2 separate regions of the Lactuca sativa genome follow, and region 2 is linked to region 1. The links are chromatin contacts, called in public Hi-C maps. All regions are on one chromosome and are shown on one strand. The core of a region is the stretch at or near the end of the contact, and the rest is flanking DNA. Distances in the headings are between cores, read along the strand shown. Region 1 holds the start of LOC122194422 (phospholipase D alpha 1). Region 2 holds the start of LOC111907444 (ethylene-responsive transcription factor WIN1).

Evidence for each region. A called contact is a pair of places that touch in the nucleus more often than the background predicts.
Region 2: a Hi-C map of leaf shows a contact between it and region 1, with 5 times the contacts expected there. The contact joins the promoter of LOC111907444 here to the promoter of LOC122194422 in region 1. A contact is called at or near these places in 2 of 4 Hi-C or Micro-C datasets (leaf and seed).

The regions. Positions count from the first base shown.
Region 1 is chr4:155,363,828-155,368,905 of Lsat_Salinas_v11, forward strand. It overlaps LOC122194422 (phospholipase D alpha 1), which reads right to left and starts at 3,084. Exons shown (of 2, transcript XM_052771391.1): 1 at 1,191-3,084; 2 at 1-470. The coding sequence starts at 2,991. The coding sequence ends at 34.
Region 2 is chr4:155,599,252-155,604,329 of Lsat_Salinas_v11, forward strand. LOC111907444 (ethylene-responsive transcription factor WIN1) reads left to right here and starts at 2,054. Exons shown (of 2, transcript XM_023903213.3): 1 at 2,054-2,374; 2 at 2,457-3,276. The coding sequence starts at 2,295. The coding sequence ends at 2,973.

The DNA.
Region 1 (5,078 bases), core at 1,834-4,333:
AACTAATTAAAAACACCAAAACAAAGTCTCTCTTTAGGTAGTAAGAATAGGAGGAAGGAAATCAGATTTCGTACCAAGGATCTTGGCACTTGTATCAGGGAAACATTCAGTTCCTGGCAATTCCGTAATATCACCATCCCTAGCGATACCAACCGGGTATCGCAGCAAGTGACCTGGCAAATCACGTTCAAGATTTTCACTGGCGTAAAGTTCCCAACATTTGTCAGCCACATCATTCACCTTTCTCACGCATTCAACATTCTCTGGGTGCTCAAAGGTCTGATCGATCATGCCAAGGTGTTCATACCATAAAGCCATACGGAAGCCATGGATCTGACCCCTGGCTGGTGACCTGGCTGAAGCTAGATGATTAGGTTGATATGCTCCCATGGCTATTTCAGAATCCCTAGCACCATCCATGGATCGTTGGTTGATGTTCGCGGATCCAACTATTATGTATTCATCATCAACTGCACCATGGTAGATAAAAATTAGTTACTAAATATGATCAACGATTGAAAAAGTTACCATTTTGGCTACTTGGTTTATCCGATATTTTTAATTTTGGTCCCAAATAGTTTAGTTTTATATAGCGTTTAGTCATTATTTGAGGCTTTTACAACTATTTTACTTGAAACGTTAACTAAAAATTACTTTTCAAGAAAAGTGCCATAAATGTTGTAAAAACTTTAAATAATAACAAAAATTGTAAGAGACATTTTTAATCAAATTTGAATGCCAAAATAATGTGTCAAAAATATTATCTACTCTTATTTATTTTTTTTACTAAAACACATGTTTGGTCCTTTAGGTTTTAACTTTTTTTTTTGGAAAAATATATCTTTGAAACATTGGTACTTAAGCTAAAAAGAGTGATGTTAAGCTCACTTAAGCTAGGGAGAAGCTAAAGGGGAGATTTTTGCCAAGTTGGCAAGAATAGAGTGAGTGGGTTGCCAAGTGAGGGAGAAACGTAGAAGAAGAAAAAGAGGAGAAGGAGAGACTCTCTTTCCTCTACTCGGATCCACCGAGTTGGCTCGTCGAACTCAAAATGCCGAGCCTACGGGCTAGTGTCTTCTGAGGTAACTAAGCAAATGACGAGCACATGTCGATGCCACCCAGACAACCTTATTGGATTGTTTTATAATAATTTTGGTCTCATGGTTGTCAAATCTAACAAACTAGCTATTTACCTATCATCATTTTGGAATGGACATAGATCATAAAACGACGGTTCTCTTGGGCATGAAGATAACCAGAATCCGGTTCGGGTGCTTCTGTTGGTTCATGCTCATCGTCTTGCTTCATCTCACGGTTTCCAAGGCAAAAGAAGGTAAGATACTCTCTTGGATCATCATCTCGACCCTTATCTTGAAGAGCCTTGACAATGTCTTTATACATCATCTCCATCGTCCTTTTTTGCCAGTCCAATATCGCCTGAACAGATCCACTTTCTGGGATCCCTTCAGGCCACATTGGTACGACAACATAAACAATAAACTTTTGACCGGCTTCTATCTTGCTGACGATCTTCAAAGAAAGTTCCTTTGGAATAAGGTGCAACGCACCAATCTCATTAACATTGATATCGTCAGATTTCCAAGCAAAAGAGCTTCCAAGGAAATACTGGTTTTCAATATAGATGAAATTTTTTGCTCTTCGTATCGCGTTAATATACGCGTCTTGAATACTTCGATCAATTATGTTATCTTTCCCACTCACAAGACCCGCTTTCCCGGCTTCTTCAGGTGTGTCCGGGAAGCCAAAGGCGGCCCCACCATCGATAGACCTGAAAAGCTGGACATTCCATGTTTCTTGATCATTTGGGAACGTCACCGGAGATGGTGGGATTAGAATGTCACGAAGTTGTCTCAAGTCAACAAGTATATTTTTCCCACCTTGTTTTCGCCATCTTTGTTCAAAATTAAACAAAACATCCCAAGCGATTGGTCCTTCAACCCTAGAGTGAATATCATGCCATGGCTCCCGTGGACCACCTTTAGCTATGGATGCTCCAGTGTAATTAGGTTGATGGAAATCATCATGGTGAGCAGCGTTTAATGTTTTAAAAAGAGGATGAAACGCATAATCGTATCTTCCATCACATAAATCAATACCACCAACAAAACTCACCACCCTCCGTTTCTCTGAACCTCCAGTAGGCATCTCAGCGTCCACCACCACGATCTTCTGGTGATGAGTGAACATGGTGGACACTTGAAGGTCCTGAAAAACGCTTCCTCCGTCATCAGGGTCACGCGGGCATAAAATGCAATGAACGTCGGTGTTTTGGAAGAAATTCTCAGTTTCTTCATCATGGGTAGCCATTAATCCGTCTTCTTTAAATACATTTACAGAAGTTCTATCGTCCCAAACGAGCATAGCCACCCTAACACCTTCTTCTGCTTTCCGTTTTAGAATCTGACCAAGCATGACATCACCTCCATCCTTTTGTCTCTTTGGGTCTCGTATCAAAGCGATCTCAGTGTAAACAGACCATCCAGTAATGTAGATGAAGTGTTTTGCATTAGTAATGGCTTCGAATATATCTTCCCAACATCTATGTGTCTCGTAGTATTTGCCACCTGCAAGAGCGATCTTAGGCATGAAATTTTCAGGAACATGAGCATCTTGGTATAAAGAGACTCGACATCCTGTTCTTTGAGCGAAGAATGTGTAGGGAACTCCAGGGTACTTCGCATTTTTGATTCCATGAGCCCAGTTACGATCTTGAGTGACGTCAAAGAATTGTAGCTTTACGTGGATTTTGGATCCAGCTGGAACAGGGTTGTTGTTTTCATCCATGATCTCAATCCATTTGTCTACTTCATCTCCATCCATTAATTCTCTTACAGGCATGTGAGCTCTTCCAATTAACGTTGCCCCAATTGGGTTGTTGTCTTTAACAGTGAAGATCACGTCAGAAGCTGAGTGAGCACAATAAATGTGGAATGACTCGTACCATCTTGGGTTTTGGGGTTCGTTTTCTATCATCCTAGTTCGTCCAACTCTGCATTTTTCTAGATCGATCGTCGCATAAATTTTCGGAGTTCCTTCCCCAAATCCAACGGTTTCCTGTATGTTCGCCATAAGCTGCAACAAGAAAAAAAAAACGTATGTTTGCATGAAGAACACGAATATGCAGTTACTTCAAACTGTTATGATTACCAGTTATTAAAGAAAATAACATAAATTCTATGATAGTATGTTATGTGATATGAGTGAGCAATCATTTCAAAAGTATAAAATTACTCGTAATTTTTTAAAGATGATATGAAATTATACCTTGCCGAATACATTAGGCCCACCACCTTCGTGAAGCTTATCAACCTCGTAGATTGTAACGTGAAGAGTTCCATGGAGCAGTACCTTAGACATTTTGTAGCCTGCGCACTAAACAAACCGAATCCAACGAATTACTCGTTTATCGTCAATATAGCTTACCACATGATCACTTTTTTAAACTACAGATAATATAGTAATAACAAACACGTACTGACAATGCGTGATTTAAACGAATCGAGAATGAAATAACTCGAAGCAAATTATAGGATCGATACCAGTGAATCAACAAAATTAATAGTATCCGTAAATAAAGTGATACACAAGCTCAATCAGGACACACAATTCATTTTATTTGATAGATCTATGAATCAGATGAACAATTGACGACATAAAACAATGCTTACCGTTTGAATCGAAGTGAGAGAGATTAAAACACAGAGAATATGATCCGAACGGCAATGCTACACGTAATAAGAGGGAATCAGAAGAGTTGGAGAGAGAGAGAGATAGCGATCCGTGAAAACAGTTGTTAAAAGGTTTCAAAGTTAACCGGAAAAATCGTTTTTTTAGGAAATCAAAAAAATAAAGTCCGTACATTCTTTAATCAAATTTGTATCTTCAATGGACAAGGTACAAACCAGGTAATGATAAAAACCACTCAAAACCAAATAAACAAAAGACTAAATTATTGAAGGTTTGGTTAAAATTACGCGTTTGGTCCTTAGTATTTTTTTTGCAGTTATATCGTCCTTATAGTTTCTTTTTGTTGCGATTTTCATCTGCGACAAACATTAAAAGACTAATATACCCTTATCAAAATTTATTTACATTCAAAATTAAAGATTATAATATAGAGTTAATTTTAAGTGTCAATAAAAAAAAATTGGGTCCCACACATCTCTATCACCCCCATCCCTTCCCTTCTAGAATTGAAGTCATCGATCGTATGTCTAACCCTTTCAAACTCATCTCTAAACACCGATCTACACCTCAAGTTCCCGTCGGAGCCTCCAGCAGGAAACCTGCAATTCTAAAGTAGATGTTGCCATCAGTCAGCATGCTAACACCACCACCGGAACCCTGCAACCCTAAAGTCGTCGGAAACCTGCAACTTTATTGTTCTTCTCCGCCTCTACACGTCGTTCCTTTCAAACCCCATTTATTCTAGTTCCGCCGACATCATCAATTTCATCTGGAAAATCGTCTTCCATCAATTTCATCATTTGGAAAATCGTATTTTACTTATGGGATATCAAGTTAGGTTTTTCATTTTGGGTTTAATCCCATTAAGTTTTATCCAACTCATTTAATCCCATTATGTTTAATCCAACATCATCAATTTCAAATATAAATGAATTTAATACCATTCGTTTTTGGATTTGATTTCTGGGATTTCATCAGTTTTTTTTTTTTTTTTATTTTTTATTTTTTTTTTTATTTCATCGTCGATTTGAGATTACGTTTTCAACTTAGTTTCTAATTTATGGATTTCCTTTTTATTTCAGCTTAGATTCTAATTCATGATTTCAGGATTTGAATTTGGTTAGTTTTTAATTTCAGAATTTGATCTTGGTCTGGTTTGATTTATAGGATTTGATCTTGGTTTTGGTTTGGTCCAGGCGGTGATCGATTGTGGTTTGCAAGAGGTGAATGATGGTTGCAGTCGAGGTAAACGTTGATGGTTTTCGAAGGTGAACATGGTGGTTCCTGGAGATAAATAGGGTGTCGCTTGATGAAATGGATGATGTTGTCGACGGCCTGAAGATGAGGGCGGTTGTGTTGCCGGTAGTGATGGT
Region 2 (5,078 bases), core at 804-3,303, 230 kb after region 1:
TAGAATAACTATGAAAATATTATTATAACCATTTACTATACTTATATAAAAAATACAACTGTTTGAAAGGGTAAACACTGTGGGTGTAAATGATATTATTAATATGCCAAATTGACACTTCCTTTTAAAAAGAAGTACCTATTTAATAGCATCATTGCTCCTTCATAACTCATATATAATACATAATAGAAATTAGAAAAAATAAAAATAAAGAAAACTATTTCGTGGTTGAGTAGCCGCCACCTGTCATAGACCAAAAACTTTTTATTTTCTTACAATATGGTTTCGAGCTTCGGCAACTTTGTTATCTTTCAACATTACTGGACGAGACTTTCTTCTTCAAAATAACGACTATGTCCATTCATAAGAATTATAACTGAAAAGACTTGAGCATGAGTTTTGTGACACAGATGTAACCCTATGTAACAAGTTGTACAAAAGTACCTATATTAAATTATAGAAATATAAGAAACTTATTTATGAGTGCAAAATACAAATTAGGATATTACGGGTTGATTAAAACAAAATGTTAAATAGAAACGATTAAATGAGAAATTTATTTGAATTTGAAATTTGAAATGAATAAAAATTATGAGAAAAAAACATGCAAAAAATAAATAAATTAAAATTATTGTTTAGTTATCAGACCCGTATACTAAACAGGTTAATTATAACAAAATGTTAAACACAAAGGTTTAAACTGTAAATTTATTTGAAATTGAAATTAAAATTTAAAATTTAAAATTTGAAATTAATATGATTATGATAGGTTTAATTTATGGAAACTAATTAATAATATATTAGAAATGGAAAATGAAATAAATGACAAGTGGAAAATAAATATATCTCTAAATTATGATAAAATGACATGTGACAAATTGAATGAGAGAAGGACATATGACAAAATCATTCTTATTTACTAGGGTAGATGATGATATTAGATATGCTAAAATGAACAATTAATACCATCTCCTTTGTAATTTTATCTAGCCTAAGATCTACGTATAACATACTTTACTATTTTTCTTTTAATATTTGCACAAACTTGGTAATCGATTTAAAAGGAAACTCACACATTCACTTTTTTCCCAATGAACACCATGAAAAAGGGATTTGTGCATTAGTGCCAGGTATGGAGATTGAGATATTTACCTTAAAAGAGCAACCCAAAGTGTTAGTGGTAACTACTAAAGTAGAACCTTTAGTGGTTAATAAATACAGAGAAAAAAAAAGGAGTGGTTGCTGTTTAGTGCTACACATAAGTTGTTTCTTTTTTTAAACTACATTGAGTACAAAATAACGAGCTTGAAATATATAATATATTAACCCAAGCTTATAAAAACTCAATTCCAAATCCAATAAAAGTCTTTCAAGTTTTTTGTATTTTTTATATTATCTTTGTGTCAAACATGAATCAGAACTTATATTTGAATTTGGGTCAAAAAGATATTTTGAATCAAACATAGTTTCAATTGATAGATTTCGATCTCTCAAATCCATCATCAAAAATACCTATCGAACTATTAAGTTGTGGAGCCTGATGTTAAAACCTGACCACCACTGTGACATCATTAGTTCAAGATCACAACGCCTAGGTTGGTTCGTTTGGCACTTTAAACCCTATCATGATTATCAATGCAAAACCTCTCTAGTTCAATGTGATCACAATCAGCTTAATCGACGTAATTTTCTATGTTGTTTTTACTTTTCACGAATCTTTAACATATGTGTGGGTTGAGAGTAAACCTAACACGAATCATTTTTGCATCCTTGTGATGGAGGGAGAGATAAAATTGGGGGGTGAAAGAGAGAGACCCACTCCATGATGTTCAAAGGACCACAAAATTAAACCATAAAAAAGGGAAGAGCTAAATCCTCACCGACAAACACACCATTCTCAAAAATCATGTCATGAAAGCTGGCTTTGCTTTAATTACTTTCTCTGTGTGTTTAATAAATAATAATAATAATCGACTTGTAACATTTATTTTGGGTTTCGCTTTTCAAATAATATATACTAGTCCTCCAGGTAAATTATTAACTTAACTTTTTAGTTTTCAGTTTAGATGAGGGGCGGAGCTAAATCTCCAAACTCTACTACAACTCCAAGAAAAGAAAAGACAAATTGTTGACTTCAAGTGTCATGGACATTGGACACCACCTCCGTACTTGGCCTATTGAATCTTTTCAGTCGGCTATATATTTCACCTCACACTCTCCCGAGTTTTCAGCTTTTAAATCTCATCTCATCTCATCTATTGATTCCTTCTGACTTCTTTCTGACACTCTACCAAATGGTACAAACAAAGAAATTCAGAGGCGTCCGTCAGCGCCATTGGGGTTCTTGGGTTTCCGAGATTCGCCACCCTTTACTGTATTTCACAATTCTCCCTTCTCTCTCACACACATACACACTGATAACACATTCTATATCTAATGACTTTGTTTGTTTGTAGGAAGAGAAGGGTATGGCTAGGGACGTTTGAAACGGCGGAAGAAGCTGCCAGAGCGTATGATGAGGCTGCCGTTTTAATGAGTGGTCGTAATGCCAAGACAAATTTCCCGGTTGTCAAAGGCCAAACATCCGGGGGTGGAGACAGTGACGCAACTCCGGCAACCACCAACTCGCCACCGTCGTCTTCAACCACTACTACTAGTCTCTCAGCGATACTAAGTGCAAAGCTACGGAAATGTTGCAAGTCTCCGTCGCCGTCACTCACCTGTCTCCGGCTTGACACGGAAAGTTCTCACATCGGGGTATGGCAGAAACGGGCGGGGATTCATTCGGAATCTAACTGGGTCATGACTGTGGAGCTTGGAAAGAAGAAGGATAGTGTCGAGAGAGAAGCTGAAGTTGAAGTTGAAATTCCGATGGTGGTGGATACGCCGATGATGGCGTCTGGTGGTGGTGGTGGTGATGAAGAGGATGCGATTGCATTGCAAATGATTGAGGAGCTGCTGAATACAAATTGATGGGCCCCACGAGCTGACTAAAAAGATAATGAAACTTCCGACGTCAACTCATGATCAGTACCATGCATCATCTTCTCTCTTGCAGAATCCTAGTTTTTGCAATAAGAATGATATATCGAATAGTTTACACTATATGAATTTGCACGTACATACATGTGTATGTGTGTGTATGCAGTTGCCCGATTAAAACTATAGGAGGAGAGGGTAAACATGTAAATTAATAAGTATTTTTATCAAGTTGCTTTTACCCTCATCTGTTATTTATGAATTTTTATGTTCTAAGCAAGCAGCCTCTTCAAGTCATACTTGTAGCAATATATAGCCAAGTCGATTTTCTCGTATGTTTGCCAAAAAGAGTGAAATAAATCCAAGTATATTTTTAGCCAATTGAAAAGAAAAGAGTAATCTACTCAATTTCAGCTCTTAATCCTTTCATCCATAGAAAGTTTGATTCCTAGAGACAAGTTGACATCGACTTTGATAAGGACAGGACAATACAATAAAACCTTTGGCTTATTAGAATTAGAGGTTAGGCACATAAATTGATGATTTAATTGCTATGAAATTGACAAAAAATTTAGTTATGGTTGCCGTTAATTGTTTTGAAGAAATGTAGCATCATCTAACGATAAATGGGAGATTCAATGTTGGAATAAACGACTTACGAGGCTAGTCCTTGCTCTCAAACGATACTCAAAACTATGTAAATTGTGTTTGATAAAGACATCATAAATTATTTTCAAGAAAGTAGGGATGGATATAATGACCACGGAAACTAGTGAAAAAAGTGCATATGCTACTACGGAGGTCGTTATCAATAATTAGGATTAATTAACTCACATAATCCTTTCTTGGGGTTTGAGATCTGCTAGAAGTTCTAATACCAATTCTAAGGAATATAGGGCCCAAGGAACTACTGAAAAGTGCATATGTGGAGATATGCATTAAGAAGTAAAATCTCTTGGTATATATGTTTGGTATCAAGGATCCAAATGAACAAACTAATGGAATCGGCAAGCTAATTAAATTTCATTATCATCTTCGGTTTGTTGGTTTGAATGAAATAAATCATTTAGAAATGTTTGATGAAAATAAAATTAAGGAAAAAATGTAATCAACTAGAGATGGATCACCAATAATTAAATTACATATGAACTTATTTCACGATTCGTTATATTGTATATGTATTTCAAATAATGAAAAAAGTTTATCAATTTGAAAAACGTTGTTTAAAAAAATGCCATGAAATTTAAAATCTCAAAATAGATTTTATTTTTTGAAAATTTATAGAAGGAGTAACGTTGTTGAAAATTATGTAAATAAAAATAATCATACAGTTATAATATATCATTCTGTTCCATAAAAGAATAGAATGAAAATCCATAGGAATAAATATAACATTTCATGAATCCTCCGTTCCACTCTATAGTGGCATACAAACAAGATCTTTTTTTTTTCATTACTTTCCCTCTTTGATTAACATATGTCAAGTAGTACCTTGAAGTTCTTGACAGAGTTTTCCTAAACTACATTGGCATCGATGATATTAGGTAGCTCACAAATCCATGCTTATTAACATGTGACTTTAAATGGGAAGAAAAATAAGAGGTAATTTTGATAATTTGATTTGTGTTTCTAGGAATAAGAGCATCCTTCTGAAAACAAAGATAACCCAAGTTGAGCAAAACGCCAATCCGCAAGGGAAAATCTTATCACTTGATTTTCTTTTGGGGGTTTACGATAAAAACATAATTGCTAACATTTAATAATGAGCCACAAGGAGTAGGTGGTTAAATTTCTTAAGAAAGTGGCCCCTTAAGTGTCGAATTTATTTGAATTTTAGGTCAAGACAATGATACTTATGATGGGTCCAGTTGTGTCTAATTAGATCCAACATACTCCTATAAGCTATAATCATTAATCACAATACTTTAGTTACAATAGTCGCTAACAAATGAGAGTGTACCAAAAGCATATATAAAGTCATACATAACAAATACTCGAAATATACCTAGAGAATGTCAATTTAGGTACTAAATCAGGGTGTAGACATGATTGTGGGATATATCTGAGCTTGAGCTTTCTTTTTCCTTTTAGTATGTAGT